4 separate regions of the Mus musculus genome follow, and regions 2, 3 and 4 are each linked to region 1. The links are chromatin contacts, called in public promoter capture Hi-C maps. All regions are on one chromosome and are shown on one strand. The core of a region is the stretch at or near the end of the contact, and the rest is flanking DNA. Distances in the headings are between cores, read along the strand shown. Region 1 holds the start of Vps35l (VPS35 endosomal protein sorting factor like). Region 2 holds the start of Mfsd13b (major facilitator superfamily domain containing 13B). Region 3 holds the start of Nucb2 (nucleobindin 2). Region 4 holds the start of Usp31 (ubiquitin specific peptidase 31).

Region 1 (3,660 bases), core at 1,082-3,581:
TAGCTTTATCAGCTCAGGACTGATAAAGAGGAAGGCTCAGTGAACAGGACAATGAGGGAGGAGCCTGAGCACTGGGCAGAGGAGGAAGAACAGCATCACAGAGGGGAACCTCAACACTGGAGGGGTCTGGAAGAACGGCCACACGCACTTGAGAAGGGAAAGAGAAGCGCCATCTCGTCAGAGTCCCCCCAGCACACTGATCTGATCACTAGGCCTCAGGGAGAACCCCTCAGGTGGCTTTACCCACAATTCCCTCTTAGTAACTTCCTACCGGCTTCTGGTGACGCTTTGCTACTCTGTCCCCTTCACTGTCCCCTTCACTGTGCAGCGAAGCCCATCCTCTCCTATAGCGTGCTCTGCCATCGCTGCCTCACCACCACCACCACCACCATCACTAAACACACTCAACCTTACTATCTCAACAGTTGCCAAAAATCAGACTTTTTCACTAATAAAGATATAGGTACCTCCCATTCGTACACCCCAGAACAGTTTGTCCTGGTTACACTGGCTGATTCCCACTACTTTCCCTCATTTAGGGAAAGAGCAAACTCCAAGATCCAAGTCCCTAGAATTCACATGGCAGGCTGCACGACTTTAGGTCAACTCGCATCCCATGGTCTCAAATGAAAAGCGGACTTGGTTAACTAAGTTAGCTAAGAGGCTAACGCTGACCACTAAGCACGTCCCTTGAGAAATGCGCTCTCTGGAGCAGAGGCACACTTCCCCTGGGCCTCATCAGCTCCCTCATGCATCGACAGGAACAATCACCGGGAAGAAGACGGACACAATTCTGTCTCTCTCATTAAAGAACACGAAGTCAGTGGGTAAAACTGAAAGATGGGCGTGCACTCCCACACACTTGCTCAAGAGAGACGGCTACAGAGACCATAGGCACGAGCAGAGCTGGGGTCTCAGCAGTATGGAAAACGAAAACATCCAAGGTTAAGCCAGCACAAGCAGGTGAAGCCAACCCACGGTGTGATACGGCACCACGCTGACGTGCTGTGTCCTTAAGTGGTCACTTAAGAGTCTGCAGGGTGGAGTGAATTAAAGTGTCCGGCCAAAAAGCCAGAGGGTTGATGTTGGTTATGTTCAAGGCCTAGCGCTACAAATTTCTTTCATGCTCAAACGCAGAAATTTTGCCCCTGAGATGCAAGGTCTCCAACGTCCAACCACATTATCATCCGCTTATCCTATGTGGGTTCTTTATCGACACAAATCACCTGTGACAACCTAAAGGTCACCTCACTTCTAAGCACAAAAAGGCCCGTATGCCAGTCACTTGGGTACACACTATTCCTTCCTGCTTGGTGAGCTCGTATGCATCCTGCAAGACCCAGTTGAAGGCTCTTCTCTGCAGTCTACCCAAGCCGCCAGGGGAGTTGACTGACTGCCCCCTCTCTCCTTTGGGCGTGTCCTCTCTCTAATACGTTCTACTACGTTGAACAACGAGGTAAAGAAGCGTGTCTGGGGACCCTACATAGAGTAGGGTGAATGGTCCCACTTTACAGATGAGAAAGTCTAAGGAGCTCAAGGAACAAGCGACCAGGTCTCCCAGGTGCAGACTCCGGGCGAATTCATCCCCTTCCCCAGAACTCCCAGGCGTGCCAACGTCTCCCAAGGAGGCGGAAGCCTTGGATGGAGTCCGTCTGAGTGAAGGAGCTGCGGAACAGAGGAGAGGAGCAGAGTACTGACAGCGGTTCTGCTCTTCCGTAGTCCTGACAGCCCGGGCGGGGACGGAGGCCACCGATCCCAACAAGGAGGACTGCCCACCCCCACTGAGAGGAGCCCTCCCCGAAGCCTACTAGCGGGTTTTTCCTTACCAGGGAAAGACAGCCATCTTCCCAGTCACATGATCGCCTGTTTTCCGCGTCCAGCCCCTTTTCTCACATCCAGGGAAGCTCGGCCCCGCCCCAGACGCCATGATTGTGAAGGGCAGCTTCCGCTCTGAAGATCCCGGGCTCCGTCATCCGCCATGATTGTGAGGGGCAACTTCCTCCGGATTCCGATCCTCCGCAGTTGTATCGGGCAATGGCCCGGCAAAACCCAAGCTCCGTCATCGGCCTTGATTTTATTTTTTCTTTTTATTTTGTTAATAGAAATCCATTTACGTCTGCCTCCGAATGATGGGATTAAAGGCCTGCATCACCACGCCTTGCTTAAATCCCATTCGTATTATGTAAATATGTGCACGGAGGTCAGTGGATAACGGACAGGTGTTGGTCCTTTCTTCGCTTGGCACTAGATGCCATTACCTTCTGAGCCATCCCATTCACACACACACACACACACACACACACACACACGATGCCATTACCTTCTGAGCCATCCCATTCACACACACACACACACACACACACACACACACACACACACACACACACACACACACCGCCCCCCAGTCTTGTAAGGGGTAAGACGCCACTGGCTGCTTGGCCCGCCTGCGCCCTCTAGTGACAAAAAGGAGTGCACACACCCATCCCTGCTGAGGGCCAGACACAAGTGATTATGAAGTGAATTCTGTTTGGTGTGGGTTCTCTTCATGCTTCGTAAGGATGAACACTTTGGGCATTTTCCCCCCACTACTGACAATCTACGTCCGAATACGGGCAAGCAAGTTCTGTTCTTGACCACAGAACTTTGGCGCTCCTGTTTTAAGCCCCACCCCACCCCACCCCCATGGATAAATTATGATAGGGTGACTGCACTCAATGCACTTTGCCCACTCCCTTCTCAATAGAAACTTCTGGAGTATCTATCATTAATCACTTGTTTTTGGAAAACTGATGCTCAAAGCTGGTGAGTGTCAAACTCTAACTCAAATAAGAATGGATTAAGACTGGGAAATTAGCAGACTGTCTATTCATACCATCCTGGTTCTACTCCCAAGTGCATTTCCTTATGGAAAGAGCAGCATCCTCTTATGCGTTCTGGAAAAGGCAACGGAATATACTTTAACTAGGACTGACATTTTCAGAGTCCCAGTTTCTTCCTCTGTGAAACTGAGCTAACTGCTAAGGTGACAGGAGGTTATAAAATCCCTGTCTCCGGGGCAAACCTCAGATGCTGTAGTTAGTGAGGCAGGCAAGACAGGCTGCTCTTGGTTGGCCTTTGCTCTCAGAGCCTTTCTCTCTGTAGCGCTGACCCTGGTCTATAACAGAGCAGGGCATCTACTGTAAATGGGCATGCCACTTGCCTGGGGACTGTAAAACAGTGGCTCTGGGATAGTTGTGTGTACAATTCTAGGGGACACTGCTGTTGGTGGTTCCTTTGAAAGAATGGTAGCAGTTTGGGTGGTAAGAAGCAACTATGAGGCACTAAAGGCAGGGGACCAATTGTCCTTCGTACATTCGTCAAACCCATCCCATCTTATGTATAAAATAGATGATGGGGAACTATCATAAAACAGGCTACATTTCTGGAAAGGATAGATAACTAAAGGGTTCTTCTTACCACATGCTAAGACCATGGTTTTGTGGCATCTCTGTCAGTGTCCCTAAAGAACTGTAAAATCTGGGCTGGAGAAATGCGTTATCTGGTAAGCACTTGCTGTTCTTCCAGAAAACCCAGATTTGATTTCTAGAACCCAAACTCACAACCATCTGTATCTCCAGTCCCAGGGGATCTGATGCCCTCTTCTGGCCTACAGAGGTACAT
Region 2 (3,263 bases), core at 118-2,617, 2.2 Mb before region 1:
AGTACAAACTGTGGATAGACAATTAGATTTCTAACCCTAGGTTCTTGGTACCTTAAGGTCTATTAAGGAGTCTTTCTTAAGGAATGAAGAGGAAAATCTCGCCAGAACAACATTCCTGTAGGGACAGGGTTTGATGGTTGTGTGCCTTCTATCCCAGCACTCTGGAGGCAGAGCCAGCCTAATCTACATAGTGTGCTAGGCAAAGCTGGGGCTGCACAGTGAGACTCTGTACAAACAACAAACCAACCTCACAATGGGGAGGCTTTCTTGACCTTCACAAGACCATGTTCCCAGGAACAGGTGCATGTTACACTGATCTGAAAAGGAGCATCTTAGGACCCACAAGAATGATGGAGAGTGGCACGCCTAAGGCATCGTTAGCACTGAAAAAAGAAATTAGGGTGAAGTATTCCTTCCTCCAAATTACCCGAGATCTCAGAGAAATAAAAGTATCTCTGAGGATTTGTAGCTTCTTCCTAGCAATTTCTCCTGTTTTAAGCCATAGTAATCTGAGTACACTATTTTAAGGCCACAACTGGTGCTTTTTTTGGATAAGGCAAACTTTCAACTGCTTTCCACTTTAGTTCGGGTGACACTCCGGATCTGTGTGAAGGAGTTAACTTCAGGAGGTTTCTACCAAATCACTACTGCCAAACCTGAGTAATTACTCCCCTCCCCCCCTCAGTTGTCACAGTTCTTCTCCCGTCCTCTGTAGATGCTATCAGTTATAACATCCCCTCCCCCCCTCAGTTGTCACAGTTCTTCTCCCGTCCTCTGTAGATGCTATCAGTTATAACATCCCAAACATCTGCGCCGACCTTTCTGCCCTCTGAGAGTTTCCCTAAGTGAGGTACCCAAATATATTAAAAGTTTAACCCAAGAAACAGTAGTTACGGCTGTGTTAACAAGCTGACGCCGGCAAGCTGGCCACCAAGTGCAATGCCTGATCTTAGGTATTTATCCTGGGCTCTATGAACCTTTAAGAAATTCTATGCAAAACTGTGGCAACTTTTCTCAGGGGAGGCGGCTTCCACTGGCCAGCCCGGGACTCTGGAGTGTGAAGTGGGGTTGGTGACTGCCCTTTTAGGAGTTCATAGCCAGGCCCCTGGAAGGCCAGGGCTCCAAGATTGAGGAGCAGCTCTCACTCAGTAGCGTTCTCTCGGCTTTAACTTCCCGACGGACCATGAGTCTCCCTCCGAGCATCACCGAGGGCAGAGCCAAGGAGAGTTGGCCCGCATCCGAAACCCTCGGGTGGGAAGATGATGACCCGTGCCCAGAATTAGTAGTCCTCGGCACCCGGTGTTCGCCAAAGCCACCTCCACACTCCGGAACTGGAGTGCACTCAACTGAGGAGACGCGACGCAGACAAAAGAGGAGGGGCTGCCGACCGCACCCTCTTCGTCTTTCCCCGCCTCCTTTGTTCCTTCCTAAGCTATTATTGGCTGATGGTCCTCGGACCCGCGACCTTTTTTGATATTCTATTGGCTGAAGTCGCTGTCACTCTATAGGCGGCTCATTCGTGATTGGTCAAGGTGCCTCCCGGGTTTGAATCGTCTCCCCGGCTTTGGGAGGGTTCTGCCAAAGTGCCACGTTGGGCCGGGCAGCAGGCGTGAGGAGCCGGCTCCCGGCGCCACCCGGGGCGCGCTCGCTAGGGCGCCGGCCTTTGGGCGGCGCGGGATAGCGGCGAGAGCTGCTGCGGGACCTGCGTGTCCCGCCCCAGGGTGGCTCTGGCTGAGGGCGGCGGGGCCGGGGGAGAGCCCGGGGCAGCGGCCGAAACGGCAGGGCGGCGGCAGAGCCCGCTGCCCCCGGACGTCCCCGGCGACATGCTGGCAGATAACCTAGTGGAGGAGTTCGAGATGGAGGATGAGCCGTGGTACGACCACCGGGACCTCCAGCAAGGTGAGGGCGAGGTCGCCGGTCGGGAGGGGGGGGCGGGATTGTTGGGGTGGGAGTCCGGGGGTGGCAGGTGTGGAAAGTGCTAGAAAGTTCCTTAGGCTGGAGGTTTGGGATGCCGCGGCCCGGTGCTTCTTGCCCTCACCTGGCAACGGATCCGCCCATCCCGACCGCAGAGAGCAAGCGCGCGCGGCCCACGGCCCTGCGGGTGCGCCACACAGGCTGATGCTCGGTGCTTTAAGAAAGCGCTTGCCGGGTATGAGCGGATGGACCTCTGAGGTGGGCAGGAGTGGACCAGCTTGTCCTGCTCTAGAGGCGAGCTGCTGGCCTGGGTCCGGGTCGTGCTGCCCTGCCTGCCCCACATCGCCTTTCATGGTCCGCAGAGTCTGCAAAGCCGCTGCAGGTGGTGGGAGGGCAGTGCTGCTGTGCGGTACCCGCGCCATCTCTCTGTGAGAGTAAATTTTTTTTTTTTTGTCCCGTTTTCCAGAAAGCAGAGGCTAAAAGATTTAGGTGGATTCCCTAAAGCCGAGTATGAGGAGCCTGTAGACACTGTTCAGTTTCTTAGCATCCCAGTTTACAGCTTACTCAGTTGGGTATTAAACTGTTTTGTTTTGTGTTTTAATTTATTACTTAGCCATCGTTCATCGGGGGCTAAATGAAATTATTCGAGGGCAGCTCTTATCATGCGCTTATCTTTCTTTCGGGTTTTCAATTAAAAATAATCCTGCCTTGGTTTTCTTGCATCGGGGCATCTCCAGAGACAATCTCAAGAGTGCCCCCAGTCTGAAGCCAGTGGCCCATTTTCTTGTACATTCATAGCAGGATTTTGTGTTTGGGGACACTGATAGGCCGGCCCTCAACACCCTGGTAGGCTCCTTTAATTCTCCCAATAGCATAAGGTGCTGCAGTAGGTACCTCTGGCTGAAGAAGATACTGTTGGGGAGACTAGGTATTCACGGCAGACCCCAGAGTAGACATTGTTAACCACCATGCTGAGGGATCCGCAGGAATCCTTTGTGCTATTCTGTATAATGATCTCCACTCCAAACTTTTTGGGAAAATTAATATCTCTTTTGAGTTGGCTACTAAACACCGCCTCTTGTTCACAATTCAACTGAATCTGATGGGGGAAAAATTCGGGCTTGAATGATCCATACTTAGAAAAAGAAAACAGGTAGCTCTTTGGAGAGATGCTAATTTGTTTTTTGTTTTTTTGTTTTTTTTTTTGTTTTTGTTTTTTTGGTTTTTTTAATCCTGTCTGTCTTGATTTCTTAATGTGAAATGACCTAAGCCCACATAGATCCCTGTACTGCTATAATTGAAGCTGACTAGCAGTTACAATGCCGATTTGCCATCACATTTCTCCATGT
Region 3 (3,271 bases), core at 420-2,919, 2.2 Mb after region 1:
AAATAGCCTAAGAACAGCATCTGTAAACCCACAAGGAGGCAGAGAGGAATTGTTACAATGTATTTATGGATGTTTTAAAGGACACCTTGCAGAAGCTGGTGCCCCCTTCTACCCTATGGGTCACTGGGACCAAACTCAGAGGGAGATCAGGCTTGGCTGCGGGCGCCTTTATCCACCGAGTCATCTAGATGGCTCTTGGAAATGAATTTTTGACCCACATCAGACAAACCTAATGATGGAGAGTCCTGTGCTCACCTAATAACTAGAGTGATACTATCTGAGATTTCATTTGTAATCCTAAATTTCCATTATTTTAATGTGCAACCCTGTTAATTGTGTTAACCAAGGAACATGTGTTGGAACATGGACCATTATTTGTTGAATTTGAGTTTTATAGAACCATAACACAGCTTATGTGAGGGAAAACTCCTGATACAATTTCTAAGATAAAATAATCTGAGCATTACTCAAGTCCAGTTTCTTAACAAAACCAGCCAGGGAAGACCTTAAGAAGCAATTTAAATAGCCAAAGGCTCCCTGGTCCAAATGCCTGGTAGAATACTATCACCTCTTGACAATTCTTTGGGACAATCATCTCAACATTTTAAGCTTTCCTGTAGGGAAATCCCAAAATTAACTGTAACTCACTATAACAAATATTTTCATTTAAGCCCCGTATCCTCCTGCCTCAGGCTCCCCTAACAGCTGATATTGTGTGAGTCACCACTTTCCTGCCTTTTGTCAAAATCAGGATGATTGGGGAGGGGGATAAAATGTATATTATTTATCCACAGTTTCTTAAATAAGAAACTTAGATGATAGCACTCGGCATTCAATTGTGTAAAAGGTACATTAACCCGTGTAAAAGGTATAAATTATCAGAACAAGGGTTCCTGTTCATTTTCATTCTCTTCCCCTCCACCCCTTTCTGATTTTGCAAAATAACTGTCTGGTAAGACTGCTGTCTGTATCAACCACAATAACCACACCAGCCCACGGAGGTAACATTCAGCAGGTGCAACAAGAAAGTAACATCTTTCTCTTCCCCCTAAATCAAAATGTATCCTCTTTCACCTAATTTGTCACTTTGGGGCAAACGATACTACAGCTGGCAGGAACTTTCTCCTTAGTGGCAGATGCTGGTTTCACATACCCCGGGGAAGAGCTGTGTTCCTGGGCCTAGCTTTGCTCCACAACTGGAGGGGGGCGGGGGGGCGCGGAGCATCAGCCGGGAATCGATAGGTCCAGAGACCTCACCAGTGGGCGAGCCCCTCGCCCACGTACCCCGCCCCAGTCTGGGTCCAGCACCTACTCTGCCTGCTCGTGCTACCCACCCGGAAGAAAAGCTCAAGCGCTCTGTAGCTAGAAGAGTGGTGGAGTGGACCCGACGCCTCCGGCTTCAGCTGGGAGACCCTCCCCAACCTTGCCCGCCCAGAACTCGGCCCTCCATGCCCACAACCATGGGCAGGGCAAGAACAGACCTGCGCCCTCTCTTCTGTGACCCGTCCAGCCTCCTCGAGGCTGGGATCTACACCCTGCTCCGCGCCACTGACCTTCTCTGCAGGGTCCCGGCGCGCGAGGCTAAGCCGACTGATGCCCGCCGCGAGCACACCAGTTTTCCCTGCCCACGGCCCTCCGCCTTGCTCTGATCCACAGCCTAATGCGTGCCCGCCTCCTGGTTGCCATGGTGACTGCCTCCTCCCCCCACAGCCGCTAATTGGTCCAGCTCCGGATCGCGGAGGACTCCTATTGGTGAACTGGTCCAGGGACGCGCCTACGCGAAGGCGCTTCTGGAAGAACTAGCCAAGAGGGACGTGGCGCTCTCCGAAGCGTGAGGAAGCCGCGCCTCTTCCTTCCCTTGCTGTCTTAGACTAGCTCTTAGTGCATGGCTTAGTAGGGTGAAGTGATGCCCGGGGATCCCCCACAAAATCTTAGGGTTTGCCAGGTTCTTGGTCTCTGGCATGAGCCTGCAGCGCCCACAGTGGTGGAGAAAAAAGTGGTAGCCCTCTTGTGAGTCTTGGAGAGCCTCTTTCCTGCAGGGACTCAGACTGGTATTTAACGTACCCCCACCCTCCTTATCGTGGTCCCTGAGTCCCTGTGACTTAATAGCATTTACCTCTCAGATACAGATTTTTCTTCTCTCTGCCCCGTGGAGTCAAGACATCTTCAACACATTTAACATTAACAACATTTTAACCGTGGGGCATTTTGTACGTGCTTGGAGGGTAGAAAAGCTTTAGAGCCTTGGAGCTGGTTTTGAAGCGTGAGTGCCAGTTACTCGCACCTGACTGATTTTTAGGGTGTTTTGTTTTGTTTTGTTTTGTTTTGTTTTGTTTTTCAACCCAAAGAAAAAGGTCCTAGGTTGTGTACTGACTGGCTGGTCTCCTTGCTGCAACGAAAAATACTAAGAAAAGCAGTTAAAGAAGGAAGAGGGGTTTGGTTTGGTTTGGTTTGGTTTGGTTTGGTTTGGTTTGGTTTGGTTTGGTTTTGGGGTTTTGCTTGTTTGTTTTGCTCACAGTTTAAGGGTGTGCTTCAGTACAGCAGTAGAAGAAGCTTGAGGCAGCTGGCACAAGGTATCAGGAAGCAGAGAGAGACACACGAATGCTGGCACTTAGCACTCTCGCTCGCTCGCTCTCTGTCTCATTCTCTCTATCTCTAGTTGGTTGAATCTACAAACGAAGAACCCACAGATCCAGGGGAGGGTAGACTGCAATGGAAACCACTGTTAGCAAGACACAACGTGGGTTAATGGCTGTGTGCACCATTAGAGATCAGACTTCTCTCTTGCAACACTCAACTTTTCTAACCCATCCTAAAGAAGGTATCAGAGCACTATGCTTCCATTTCCTTGTGTATAAAATGGGGTCAGTAACAGCCACACACACACACACACACACACACACACACACACACACACACTTACAGTCTATAAAAAAGAGTCAGTCACATTGTACTAACTCGGCCATTCTTGGGATGGTGACTAAACCAAAACCTCAGCCTCTAGATTTTAACTCTTATCCACACCTCTCGTCCACTTACTTTGAATAATATCCCAAAGCTAAGCTCCTTTTGTGTTTTAGAATGTTGTCCATTTTTTGTTTTGTGGCTCTGCTTCCACTGAGGGATTGAGAGCAGAGACATATGTTTAAAAAAAAATGAACAAGTTGAATGTAATGACACTTGAAGAGGATAAAAGATTATGTTATAGGCACACTAAATTTCAACTTGAGAGATATTACCTACATCCTAAGAATCGTTAGTAATCCTGTAA
Region 4 (3,264 bases), core at 244-2,743, 3.0 Mb before region 1:
TACAAGGAGCCCAAGGTACAGCTAAGATGGATGTTTTAATTAGGAGGTAGAAGTGGAGGGGATTTGAGCCTATTCAGAGCAAACCAAGAGCATCATTACAGGATACCATATTTAGTATTGAGTAGAAATCTAGAGGCCAAAACTATTTGCTTTGAGATGGGTGTAGGGTGGCCTTTCTATCTTTAAAATGTTATGGGCTTTCTTTCCCATTATCTGTTTTTTGCAGTAACCAGGGCTCAGGCTCATCTCTTAGCAAAGAGAACATACAAAGAGAAGGTCAGAAACCAGTGGATTTTGAGTAGTAGGCAGCCTTAATGCACGCTGTTCTCCCATGCAGTTTTTTTTCCTTTAAAAAAAATTGAACCAACATTTAAAAATAGAATTTCCACCTTTTCTCTAAAAATCAGCTGATCTGGCAACACTAAGCCCTCATTCTCACATGGGAACAACTGACTGGAGGTGAGCGAAAGCCATCTCTTTAGAAGAATGTTAATTAGCAGGTTGCCGCTGTCCACAACATTTCTTGTATTCCCAAGATATGTGAAGTATGACCTGATCAGCAGATGACCGACCCCTCACCAGGATTCTTTGTTCATTGCTATGACCTATCTAGCCTCTGCGATAGTAGTGCATCTGTGACCCTTGGTTTAAAGGTTAAGTCTTTGAGCCAAACTTGGGTTTAAATGAGATGTCAAAGGCACTGAACTGAAAACCAAGGAAGGTATTCCATGATTGGCATAGTGTGTGGAATACAGAGGTAATCATGAATGAATACCTACTGAGAGTGTACACTATAGGAAGGCAAGCAGAAACTCAGTTAGTTTCAGTCTTGTCGTATCCTTAGAGTTTAGTACAGTATTTGGCAAACAGCAAGTGTTCAGTTGCTATATTTACTGAATGAATGGATGGATGAATGAATGATTGAATGAATGAATGAGCAAATGCTCAGTTTATTGAGTGATTAAAGGGAGAGCTCAGAGGATTTAAAGGCTGTATTTTACAAAACTTTTCAGCAAGGCAATTCTAATAATATTACTTTGCTGAGACCTCAAGGTACATCCTGAAAGAAAAGCCCACCAGAATGTGCCAGCTCCGTGACCACGTTCGGGTGGGTACGCGGCAGTCCCTCGGGAGCCAGGCTGAGTTAACCCGCCTGGGACAAGACAAAGCTGTATCTATCAGCTCCTCTGCCACCTGGTACGTGGCAGCTTGATTTCAGTACTTTCTCTAGATCTTTTCTATTTGACAAGCAAAGACAGAGACCCACCCCTAAAATCCACCATCCAGCGCCTGCCCTAACGTTTAGGACCGTGCCCATACTAAACATGGCCAGTCTTGAGCTTCAACACGCAGAACCACGCCCTAAGCCGAGGGAGTCCTTGAATCAGGGTTCAGGGAGAGAGCTGTTCCCACAGTCAATATGGCGGCCTCGCAGCTTCAGTGCGGGGCGGGGCTGCGATGCCAGCGAGTCACGTGAGCTGCCCACTTGGGCGGCCGCGCGACGCACGCGCGCCCCTCGGTCGCCGCTCTCTTGCTCGCTCTCTCCGCGGCGCTCTGAGGTGGTGTAGGGCGTGAAGCCCCCCGGGCCGGGTGAGGCGCAGGCGGCGGGATGCGGCGGCGGCCGTGGCGGAGTCGCGGTCCGGGCGGACTGGCGCGGTGATGAGCGTCGGCAACCGCCGCCATGTCCAAGGTAACGGCGCCCGGGCCCGGGCCGCCGGTGGCGGCGGGCGGGAAGGAGAAGCGCTCGTTCAGCAAGCGGCTGTTCCGGAGTGGCCGCGCGGGGGGCGGCGGCGGCGCTGGCGGCCCCGGGCCGGCCGCGCCCTCGTCGCCGTCGTCGGCGCGCTCGGTGGGCAGTTTCATGAGCCGCGTCCTCAAGACGCTGTCCACGCTCTCGCACCTCAGCTCCGAGGGCGCCGCCCCGGACCGCGGCGGCCTCCGCAGCTGCTTCCCGCCCGGGCCGGCCTCCGCGCCCACGCCGCCGCCGTGCCCGCCGCCGCCCGCCTCGCCCGCGCCTCCCGCCTGCGCCTCGGAGCCGGTGCCCGGCGTGGCGGGGCTCCGCAACCACGGCAACACGTGCTTCATGAACGCCACGCTGCAGTGCCTCAGTAACACCGAGCTCTTCGCCGAGTACCTGGCTCTGGGCCAGTACCGGGCGGGCCGACCGGAGCCAGAGCCGGAGTCGGAGCAGCCGGCGGGCCGCGGGCCGCACGGCCAGGGCGAGGTCACCGAGCAGCTGGCGCATCTGGTGCGGGCGCTCTGGACGCTGGAGTACACCCCGCAACACAGCCGCGACTTCAAGGTGAGCCCGGGGCGGGGGGCCTTGGAGCTCGGGCGCTTCTTGGGCTCCTCCTCTTCGGGCCGGGAGGATTTCTGCGCTGGATGCTCAGAGAGTTCTGGAAGATAACCCAGATGACAAAGGAACGCATTCCTCCCACCATTCATCCAGCCAGCTTGGCTTCCGAGCGCCAGAACATGGGCGCCAGGTCCTGTGATCCGCCTTGGGGATGGATGTTGCCAGGACCAAGACCCTGCCTTCATGGAACTTCAATCTTTGGAGCGGGTATTGGTGGGAGAGTATCTATCCATCTGGGTTCGAATCCGGCTTCTGCTTCTTAAGTAGTAAACCACTGAGCCTCTTTATGCTCCCGTTTACCTGGTACTTACGTTTAGCAAGTTGACAGGTTACGTTGGACAGCGAGATTACCCAGTTTGGGCACTTCTAGCGGGTTCAGTGTGATACATAAAGTGCTTTAGCTATGTTAGTACCGTTCATGCTTAGTGCTTTTTTTTTTTTCTTTCTATTCTTAAGTACAATGAACCAGGTGTTATCAGATAGTACTTTGAAGAAGGCAGAACTTGATGATGTAATAGATGGAGGAGGTGGTCCTGGCCCTTGGCTTGCAGCTGCCCGTGTGCACTAAGAGGATGAGATTGGGAAGCAGAGGAGTTTGCTGGTCCAGATGGTAAGGGTCATTTAGGCTATCCTAAGGAGTTGGGTTCTTACTGTAAGCTGAGCAGAGAGGTGATTGGAGATTGTATGAGGGATACTTTGAGGTGGGATATGGGTATGATATTAGCGAGAATGGAGTCGGACAGTGAAAAAATAAGTTTTACCATTCCTTCCCTCATTTCCTCATGCTTAGAACTCCACAGTTTGATAGTTGCCCCCATTTTTTGACAGTTGTCTCACCCTGATTTTCTACCAGCCTTCTTTATTTTTTTGAGACAGGGTCCCACTATGTAGCCCAAGGCTGACTTTCAACT

What was found. Promoter capture Hi-C pulls out the DNA fragments that hold promoters and counts their contacts. Capture Hi-C pulls out chosen DNA fragments and counts their contacts.
Region 2: a contact with region 1 is called in a promoter capture Hi-C map of embryonic stem cells, with 4 times the contacts expected there. The contact joins the promoter of Mfsd13b here to the promoter of Vps35l in region 1. A contact is called at or near these places in 2 of 39 promoter capture datasets (embryonic stem cells and hippocampal neurons).
Region 3: a contact with region 1 is called in a promoter capture Hi-C map of pre-B cells, with 5 times the contacts expected there. The contact joins the promoter of Nucb2 here to the promoter of Vps35l in region 1. A contact is called at or near these places in 1 of 39 promoter capture datasets (pre-B cells), 1 of 115 datasets of contacts at active chromatin or transcription factors (astrocytes) and 1 of 9 other capture datasets (pancreatic islet).
Region 4: a contact with region 1 is called in a promoter capture Hi-C map of adipose tissue, with 4 times the contacts expected there. The contact joins the promoter of Usp31 here to the promoter of Vps35l in region 1. A contact is called at or near these places in 3 of 39 promoter capture datasets (cranial neural crest, liver and pre-B cells), 1 of 115 datasets of contacts at active chromatin or transcription factors (astrocytes) and 2 of 9 other capture datasets (adipose tissue and liver).

Annotation. Positions count from the first base shown.
Region 1 is chr7:118,738,942-118,742,601 of GRCm38.p6, reverse strand. Vps35l (VPS35 endosomal protein sorting factor like) reads right to left here and starts at 2,331. Exons shown (of 31, transcript NM_027815.4): 1 at 1,827-2,331. The coding sequence starts at 1,927.
Region 2 is chr7:120,980,613-120,983,875 of GRCm38.p6, reverse strand. Mfsd13b (major facilitator superfamily domain containing 13B) reads right to left here and starts at 1,367. Exons shown (of 8, transcript NM_001374644.1): 1 at 1,146-1,367. Cdr2 (cerebellar degeneration-related 2) reads left to right here and starts at 1,564. Exons shown (of 5, transcript NM_007672.2): 1 at 1,564-1,899. The coding sequence starts at 1,824.
Region 3 is chr7:116,502,767-116,506,037 of GRCm38.p6, reverse strand. It overlaps Nucb2 (nucleobindin 2), which reads right to left and starts at 1,669. Exons shown (of 14, transcript NM_001130479.2): 1 at 1,554-1,669.
Region 4 is chr7:121,705,671-121,708,934 of GRCm38.p6, reverse strand. It overlaps Usp31 (ubiquitin specific peptidase 31), which reads left to right and starts at 1,493. Exons shown (of 16, transcript NM_001033173.2): 1 at 1,493-2,299. The coding sequence starts at 1,682.